Linked DNA regions of Gossypium arboreum: region 2 is linked to region 1. A link is a contact called in public Hi-C data. All regions are on one chromosome and are shown on one strand. The core of a region is the stretch at or near the end of the contact, and the rest is flanking DNA. Distances in the headings are between cores, read along the strand shown.

Evidence for each region. Hi-C and Micro-C count contacts between places; a contact is called where the count stands out from the background.
Region 2: a contact with region 1 is called in a Hi-C map of leaf, with 2.7 times the contacts expected there. The contact joins the promoter of LOC108471000 here to the promoter of LOC108470503 in region 1. A contact is called at or near these places in 2 of 5 Hi-C or Micro-C datasets (both in leaf).

What each region holds. Positions count from the first base shown.
Region 1 is chr11:91,785,196-91,790,310 of ASM2569848v2, reverse strand. It overlaps LOC108470503, which reads left to right and starts at 3,194. Exons shown (of 7, transcript XM_017771843.2): 1 at 3,194-4,579; 2 at 4,826-5,115. The coding sequence starts at 3,763.
Region 2 is chr11:91,991,035-91,996,149 of ASM2569848v2, reverse strand. LOC108471000 reads right to left here and starts at 2,355. Exons shown (of 7, transcript XM_053020900.1): 1 at 2,054-2,355; 2 at 1,886-1,959; 3 at 1,726-1,807; 4 at 1,425-1,475; 5 at 554-707; 6 at 248-469. The coding sequence starts at 2,163.

The sequences.
Region 1 (5,115 bases), core at 1,945-4,444:
ATATATGAGTCTAATTCAGGGAAAATTTACGGAATCAGTTTCCGAGTTTTGAAACTCAAGATATGATTTTTAAGGCGACAGTGACGCAGTTTTCCAGCCTGTCTGGAAATGCCAAATTGGTCGGTACTTTAAGAGGATTTGTCTCGTTAACCCCTCGTGTCCGACACCGGCGATGGTCTCGAGTTCGGGGTGTTACAGTGTGTCTCAGCCTTGTGGAGGACACGGTCTAGTACACGGGCGTGTGTCATGGCCATGTGTCATTTTGAGAATGCTGACGTCAGGAACAGAATACCTTGGTTTTTGCACACGGGCTAACACACAGATGTGTTCTGGTCGTGTGAGAGACACGGGCTATCAACACGGGCATGTGTCTGGCCGAGTAAAAACCCTTGTAGGTGTGAATTAGAAATTAATTTCACACGGGTAAAGGACACATGCGTGTCCTTAGGTGTGTAGGCCGTGTGAGTCACACGAGCCATCAGCACGACCATGTCGAGTTGGTCACACGGGCGTGTTGCTCTTCCACACGGGCGTGTGCCCTGTTTTAAGGACAAAATTTTCATAGTTGGTTTAAGGACCCGGTATAGTCCCGATTAGTTTCCAATGGTCGATTTGGGGCTCGTAGGCCCATAATAAGAAGATTAAAGTAGAAATTAAAAAATATTTAAATTGGACCGAGTCTGGGTGACTCGAGATTGTTTGTGTACATGAGATCATGTTAGGTAATTCCTTGTACTCCGCCCCAGCGTGGGTTACGGGTACGGGTGTTACAGGTAGCATTTATCATTTGTTCAGTAAGAGACTTGTTAGAATGCATTTCTTTTGTATAAGTAAAACTCACATAAACCACTTGATTGTATAACTAAACTTTTAAGGGGAAAGTCTTAATGGAAAGTGGTCCAGATTTGTGTATGAGTGAGAGGCTGCTATTTACCCAATATCTACCAACAAAAGTCAAATTATTTTCTCATTTGACATCGCATATTTAGGTGTGAGTATTCAATCGAATCGAATGAAAAAAATTTGAGTTAATCGAGCTAATAAGTCTTATTTTATCATCCTAACTCGATTTAAAAAATTTTAAATTAAAATATTGTTACAAGATAACTAATTCCATGTTAGAGCACATAAATTTGAAATCATATATATTTGAAAAAGAATTCAAAGCAAAATAATAATAATAAAGTACTTTAGTATGATACTGATTAAATCATTAATTAACTTATAGGTCCCAAAATTATTATTCTAGAAAATTTTTAATTTTTAACTTTCTTTATGTATTCTTTTAAATTTTTATAATTTTTAAAATATATAAGTTTTGAAATTTTTATAAATATTTTAAATTTTAAAATTATTTCAAAAATTTTAAAATTATTTTGATTTTTCTGTAATTTTTGTTGAGAAGGAGACCAATTTGTTCATTTTCAAATTTGACAGAGAGCAAAAGGGTATTTATATCAATCTATTATTCAAATTATAAAATCTAACTCGATTCGAACTCAAAACTCGAATAATTTGATTCGATTAATTCAAAATTTAAAATTTTTTTCAAAATTTTCGAACCAAATCAAATTTTAGTCATCCCTAACCTGAATAAAGTTTATTAACCTAATTAATAAAATAAAATAAAAAAGGGGACGAGATCCTTGACATGTACCCATTCATAGATACGGAGGGGCTATAAAATTTGTAAAGAATTCAAAGCCCACGTAACTCAGGGTTTTAAAAAATAATTAAAAAGTTCTACTTTTTCAATATTAATAAATAAAAAAGAATCCAAGTTTTTGATGTAGAAAAATGGAATATCTAGGGGTGAGCATTCGATCGAATCGAATCGAATCGAATCAAAAATTTTCGAGTTAATCGAGTTTTCGAATATTATTTTATCATCCTAACTTAATTTGAAATTTTCTCGAATCGAGTCGAGTGAGATGGAATTCGAATCGAATCGAATCGAATATATTTGTTCGAATTAAATTTTATAAAATAATTTTGGGTCCTTGTAACCACTGTCACCCATCGTAATAAAATTTTTCCACCTTAATCAAAATTTTTATTAACTTTCATCACCTCATAATTTATTTATTAATCTTTTATATACGGGTTAGCTTCTTTGTTTACTTAGTTGTTTCAATTATCTTCAAATTCTTGTCACTATGTATTTTGGAATTAAAAATATATTAAATGTAAAAATGTGATTTTTAATAAAAGTTATTTTAAAGATAAAATGTGAAATTGATACTAATATAAAATTTTAACATGAATATTTAATGGCATAATTAATAATTCAATTTTAATATAAATATTCAATAGGACTAAACAATTCAATCATATAAATAATATAAAATGTGAAATTTAATTTAATAATATAAATAATAGATATAAATAAAATTATTACTATTTATTTTAGTGATTTTTTGGATAATTTTGATTTTTTATTTGAGAGTGAAAGGTGAGAAGTAAAAGTTTAGGAGAATATAAAAGTTTTGGGGAATAAAAGTTTGAAGGAAGTAAATAGGGGAGTAAAATTTTGGAGGAAAATATTAAAAAAATTGGGGGTGGATTTGGGGTAGATGGGAGGTGGGATGGGAAGGAAGTAAAAATTTTAGGGGAAAGTGGGAGGAATAAAATTTTAGGGAAAATAAAAAGTTTTGAGGGTTTTGGGAGTAAAATTTTGAAAAAAGTAAATGAGAGAGTAAAATTTTGGTGGGAAATGGATTTTGGGTAGATTGGGGGTTGGGATGGAAGGGAGTAAAAGTTTTGGGGGAAAGTGGGAAGGAGTAAAAGTTTTGAGGAAAAGTAAAAGGTTTTGGAGTTTGGGGTAAAATGTAAAATATTATAGTTTGATATTGAATTATTGAATTATTCGAGTTATTCGAGTTATTCGAATTTGAAAACTCAACTCGATTCGAACTCGAAATTCGAAAAAAAAATTCGAGTTGACTCGAATAACTCGAATAACTCGAATAACTCGATTCGTTTAACTCGAAATTCGAATTTTTTTTCGATTTTTTCGAGTCGAATCGAGTTTTGCTCACCCCTAGGAATATCAGCCGACCCATAAAACGACTCTAGCTGTAACTGATTTGGTAGTTCGTCCTTCCTAAACGAGTGATTAGAATTGGAAGAAGTGATATTTTTGTGAAACCTAAGATTCCCAATTGGCCATTTTGGCATCACCAACTAAAGGATTTTCCATGGCCGAAACAAGCACACGTCTACTCTCGCATGAAACTGTTTTCTCACACCATCTCATTACCACAAACGGCAATGGCAGCGATTCAAAACAAAAATCAATGAAAGAGAAAAAGATAGAACAGCAATACAACACGTTTACCCCACACTCCCTCTCCACATAATCTCTCGTAGCCAATCACAACACTCTCTCTTCCATCTCTTCATTTGATTTTGACACCCCCCCTAAATATCTTTCTTCTGCCCCTCTCTGTATTTTTGCAGTACGTTCATATGAAAGCATAGGTTACGAAAATATAATTAATATTAAAGAAGAAAAAGGTCCAATTTTCTTCTTATTATTCACCTCAAATCCATTCTGAGGCTTAAATTCAAAACCCCATTTTTTCTAACTCGAAAACAAAGCCAAAAACAAAAAACAAATCTCCTGAGCATATATATTTGAAGATTCTATTGAGAATCATTTCTCCGAGACTAAGAGAGAAGAAAAGAAATGGAAACTAGATTTTTTTCATTATGATTTGGGTATTTTTCCTTGGAAAGTAAAACAGATTTCTCACAAGTGAAATGGAGAAAGCTTCATGCTTGTTTTGTGGAAATATTCCTTCAACTACAACAAAAGCTTTGGCTTTGACTGTTCGAAAGAGTAGCTTTTTGAGTTCTTTGCCATTCTCTTCTTCTCCTTCTTCGTTGAAATCTATTTGTTTATTTGTTGGCCGTAGATATTCTTTCCCTTCAACAAAATTTCAGTCCAAGCAGCTTGTTTGCAATGGTGGTGGAGAAAGCAGTGGCAGTCATGGTAGCAGCAAGTTTGCTACTACCACAAAAAAGAAGCCTAGAAGCAAAAGCTATATTGGAAGCAACCCAAAAATTAGCAAAAGTGAGAATAAGTCTACTTCTAAGCCCAACGATAGTGTCACTAGGACAAATATATTAGTGGAAGAATTGGGGTTGTTTAAGAAACAGAAGGAACAGAAGGTTCAAAAGACTAAGGCTTTAAATGTTAGAACTTTGTATCAAAATGGGGATCCTTTGGGCAGACGAGATCTTGGGAAGAGGGTTGTTAAGTGGATTAGTGAAGGTATGAAGGCAATGGCTTCAGACTTTGCGTCAGCAGAGTTGCAAGGGGAGTTTTTGGAGTTGAGACAAAGGATGGGACCTGGATTGACCTTTGTAATCCAGGCACAGCCTTATCTCAATTCCATTCCCATACCTCTTGGACTTGAAGCAATTTGTTTGAAGGCTTGTACACATTACCCGACTTTGTTTGATCATTTCCAGCGGGAATTGAGGAATGTTCTTCAAGAGTTGCAGCAAAACTCTATGGTTCAGGATTGGAAGGAGACTGAGTCTTGGAAGCTGCTTAAGGAGCTTGCTAATTCAGGTTCCTTTTTTTCTTTATTGCTGGAACTATTTTCATGTTCAACTTTATTTCTAGCCTGTAGGTTGATTATAGCACAAAGTACTTCTTTGAACATAGTGCTTGGAATATGCCAACTAATTGATTTAGTAGTTTGAATATAGCACAACTTACTTGTTTTAATATATTGCTTGGAATATTGCTAATTAATTAATTAATTCAGTTGTTTGGTAAGAAAATGAGTTTGACCTGGGAATGATGGATTTGCAGCCCAGCATAGAGCTATTGCCCGTAAGGTTACACCTCCAAAGCCTGTTCAAGGTGTTTTGGGGATGGATTTGGAGAAGGCTAAGACCATGCAAGGCAGGATTGACGAATTTACAAAGCAGATGTCAGAGCTGCTCCGGATAGAGAGGGATGCAGAACTGGAGTTTACTCAGGAGGAGTTGGATGCTGTTCCTACACTTGATGAGGGTTCAGATTCATCAAAGCCTATTGAGTTCTTGGTTAGCCATGGCCAGGCTCAGCAAGAACTTTGTGACACCATTTGCAATTTGAAT
Region 2 (5,115 bases), core at 1,106-3,605, 210 kb before region 1:
TGAACATCACATTTATTTTCAACTGGAGAAAACAAACCAAGAATCCATAAGCTTATAAATGAAACATGATATGTACCAGAGGTGAAGGGCACTGTCCTATATTAATTTTGTTTTAGGCTATTTCCTATGTAATTATATTTCTTGAGTTTCTACGAGAAAAAGTGCCGAAAGTAAGGTACTAGATAAAGATGTAAGCAGTCTACAGCCATATAGAAAAGATACCCATCAGTTGAACTAGAAATTATACATTATGTATGTTTGCCGGATGATTAAGCATGTCTTTTGGCAATGAATAAGCGTCTCTAGACGTATCAGAGGAAGTGCTAACATTTGAAGCAGCAGTTCTCCCATGAGCAAAAATTTCTTGTGGAAGGGAAGGATCTTCGTCGACCAAAAATAGAGAGCTTAACTCTAAATGTGGCAATGCATCCGGAGCATCCGACTCCAAGAGGATCCTTTCTAAAGGTATCTGCAGGAATTTCAGAGGTGAAACAATTGTATACTTTGTTACATGATGATCAGATCAATGGAACAATAAACTCGATGAACTAACCGTCTTCAACATTTTCTTGGCCTTCTGCACTTTCATGGGCATGATGTACCCGGATAATGAAAAGTAAGCACCGGATTTGACAAATTCAGGAACCATCTCCGCAGAGCCTAAGTAAGAATGGAGGAGGAGACCATCTGGGAAAGATCCAATGTCCCTGAGGATATTAATACATTGCAGTAAGGAAACACATACATTAACCAAAGCATCTTACATGTACATCAGTAAACAAGCAGCTAAGATACATGCCTGGTAATGAGCAATTCTATCAAAGACACTAATAGTGATAAGATACATTGCAGTAAGGAAACGCATACATTAACTATAGCATCTTACATGTACATCAGTAAACAAGTAGCTAAGATACATGCCTGATAATGAGCATTTCTAGCAAAGACACTAATAGTGATAAGTGCCAGAGATTTCGAAGGCTTTCTTGCCTTCATAATGTTATTTGTTATCTACTAAGTGGCTGAAACATTTTCTAAATAGTCCCCAGTAATTTGTTTAAGATAAAATCTCGGTTACAAATAGATGTAGACAAAGTCATACTTCACTATATGAAGGAGATCGCCAAATGCACGAACACAATGGACTGATGCTGGTTTTTTCAACTCTTTTGCAAGCTCTAGCTGTTGCCTAAATACTTCAATCTGGAAGATAGAACTTAAAGATTCAGAAAACTTTACGAAAATGACTAGAATACATGCACTCATACCAAGTAATGGCAACATGTAAACAGGATGCAAGTCTTTTTATTATGCATGGAGCTGCTCTTTTTGGCTTAGAGAAAACAGAAAGTATGCTGCCTTATGAAAAAATAGAATTAATACAAAATAAATGACAATCAAGATAGCACAAAAACGGTGAGGACCTGATCATTAAAATCAATCTCCCTTCCTTTTGAGCCTTTGTCCAAACCAATCTGAAATGTGCAAAAGCATGTTGTTATTTAAGAGGTAGCTATGAACAAATATAAATCCAAGCACAATAGTGTAAGAATCTAGTCCTGAAACCTTCTGTTTTAATATTTTCTTTTTTACCATGAAATTTGGAAAACTGAAGTTAAAACTCTACATCAGACCTATGGACTGCACAAACTAAAATAAAACTAAATACCCTTGGTTAGATATTAAGAAATTAAGCAGAATTAGTGGTAAAAGAAATAAATTTACCTCTCCAACAGCAGCAGAAGGAGTGGTTTCAAAGAATTCCTTGAGAGTCGTAAACCAATTTGGACTTCTCTGAGGAACATACCTGCAACAAATGAAAACAGTAAAAGAGAAGAGCCTAAAAACTATATCTAAGTATTCATTTTAAAAGTAACCATTTTACCAAGGATGAACTCCAAAGCATGGAATAACAGAAGGATACTTGTCTCCCATTTCTTTGACCAAATGCCAGTCTTTCTACAGTTTTCAAGAAAAACCCAAACATAATATCATTATAAAAAAACAAATAAAATAGGAAAATGAATGAGAAATCCAAGGTAAAAGGAGCGACCTCAGAAACACCATTAACAGCAAAATTAAGGAGACCAGAATCCAAAGCAGTGGAAATGAGTTTGGGGGCTTTGTTGAGAATTCTGGGATCTTGAAGGTGGCAATGAGCATCAAACAATTTCATGGGTAGCTCTGTCTTCTTTGTGTTCGATAATACTAGTTAGGTTTACTGTTTTCGGTTCTACAAATTTTGCCGCAAAGATTTTTGGCCTTGGAGTTAGGGAACCTTTTAGAATATCAGTTTGTTCTGTCACTGACACCAACTCCACAAGGGCCACCTCCACGTTGCTTTACTTTCTACGCCCTTTTTCTATTGGCATAATTCCATATAATACCCTCGATATTTAGGGATTTTTAATTTTCTGCCCTTGACTTTTTTTTTTTATGTATTGATATCATCAACATTACGATTTTTTCACAAGTCAACTTGGCTTTAACGGAAAACGTCAGTTAACCGCCAGTCAAGCGCTGGTCAACGAAATAGCTTATGTGACATGCTAATCTGTCAAAAAAAAAAAAGTAAATACGAAATTAAAAAATGAAGAATTTATAAAAAAACCTTAAAATTAAAACCTATCATTAAATCCCTAATCCCTTCTCAAATATTGAAATCCCTAAAACTTTTACAATAAAATTGGTATATGTATTATAATTTTTGTTGTTTTTCAATGCTTCAACAGACACCAACCAATTTATTCTTTCACTGTTTTTCTCCATAAAATGGAATTAAAAAAAAAAAAGAATAGAAAAGTAGTTATTTTGAATTCAAGTAACACAGAATCAATCTCCTTTCCACTTTGAATAAAAAGGCAAAAATGGAGAGTTTCAACGCTAAAGACCCATCAACAATTGGTGGCATATCCATCATTTTCCTTCATTCCTTCATTCCCACCCATTGCTTCCTTTCTCCATTATCAGACAGGCCCAGAAATAGGGAAGACACAGTGTATAAACTTGTTTCACTTTTGCTTACAGTTATTGGTGGTAGCTATATACTGTTGTTTTTATCTGGAAAGGGTGGGAAAATTCATTCTCATAATCAACCTTTGGAGAAAATGGTTGTTGTCAGTTTTGTCCTTGTTCCAACATTGTCTCATTGCGCTACCATTCTTTCTGTGTTTCTAGGTGTTGGAAACTCATCGTCGATGATGGTGTTTGCAATCATAGTGCTTTTATTCAGGTATAGAATGAAAAATGACTCTGAATTTTGATAATTGCTTAAATCAATTTGAATTTGTCAGTAGTTGGCAGATGTTAGCTGTCGAAACCATTTTTTGAAAACAAGAAAAATAAGGGATCGACTTTGAAAACGGAAATGTGGAGTCGCCACCAATCTTTTTGTTTCGGTGTGAGTGGATCACCTTAATAAAATATGTTACTCCATTTAAACTAATTTTGGCCTACGTAAATTTGAGAAAACGGGTTCGGGAATCGGTTACGCATGAGGAAGGATTAGCACCCTCACTACGCCCAAAATTGGTACCAAATTGATTAAATAATGTCCTTATATCTAAGATTTAAAAATGTTTTTGAAATGTGATTCCTTTGAAAACATTTGAATGGTTCAAGTTGGTCGTCAAAATTCTCTTGTTTCAGAGGAATATAACATCACATCTAGCATGATAGGATACGATCCTTTATACCCTCGAAAGCACGATAAATTTCGAGTTCCAAAAGTTTATATGTTGAAAATCACAGAAGGATGCCCAATTATTTAGTCCAACGAGAAAAATCGAAACCCAGCACAGTAGGGCACGATTCCTCGAATTTCTAGACATTGTACATTGTCTTGTTTTAGAATTTAGAAAACATGAGTGAAATTCTAAAGGGACATTTGATTATTTTGGACAAACGGGAAATTGCAACCCAGCATGGTAGGGCACGATTCCCCGAATTGCCAAACATCGAACATTTCCTTCGTTTTAAAGAATTTTTAAAGACATGAGTGAAATTCTAAAGGAATATTCGATTATTTTGAACAAAAAGGAAATTGCAACCCAGCATGATAGGGCACGATTCCCCGAATTGCCAAACATCGAACATCGCCTTTGTTTTAAAGAATTTTTAAATGGATAATTATAAAACTAGCTTAAAACGCATTAATTTGACTTGAAATAGAATAGAATAGTTAGTTTGGATTAATAAGTTTAAAATCTCAACGAGTCAATTGCGAGTAAAAGGCGAAGTTATAAATATGAGACAATATGCATGGATAGCAAACTCTTTTAATGAATAAAAATAGTATAAAAATGAGTAAACAAATAAAAGAAAAATTAACGTGCATAAAATGATATTAAGCTCACATCCACACATTAACAATCAAAGTTGTGAAAGCTAAAAGTATAACTAAGGAAACAAATCAAAGTAAAAAGCTCTAACAAGTTTTTAAACCGAGATAAATAAAATAAGATTAGGATAGCAACACCAAACACTAATCAAAAATATAATGTAATAACTTATAAAACAATAAAAACAACAAAACACACATGATATGCAAAACAATATGGACAAAACTACAAACATCTAAATAATTATTAAAACAAAGATTATGAAAGAGGAAATTTGAGTCAAATAATGGGCATAAACATTTTGAAGATGATGTATTCATTTAGAGTTGACAAATGTATATACATATAAAAATAGTATTTAAATGTGAGACTTTAAATCAAAACAATATGTAATAAAATATGTTCTAAAAAATGACTCAGTATACATAAAAATATATATATAGATAAATTTAAAAGAATTTATAAAATAAATTAGCATGGGATTAAATATGCACATAGGATTAAATTAATTTTATTATAAATTATATGTATAATAGACATGAAAGCATACTCATATGTACAAAGTATTTTTTAAAATGAAATATCTATTTTAAGATGACCACATGCATATAATAAAAGGAAAATGATTTAAGCAACATATACACCATCAAAGGTTTTTTAAAGACGAAATGACAAAATGTATAATAAAACATGTTATATATATATAAGGCTTAAAGATATGTACAAGTAGATTTAAAAAGAACATGTATATAGAGTAACATAGAATTAATAATAT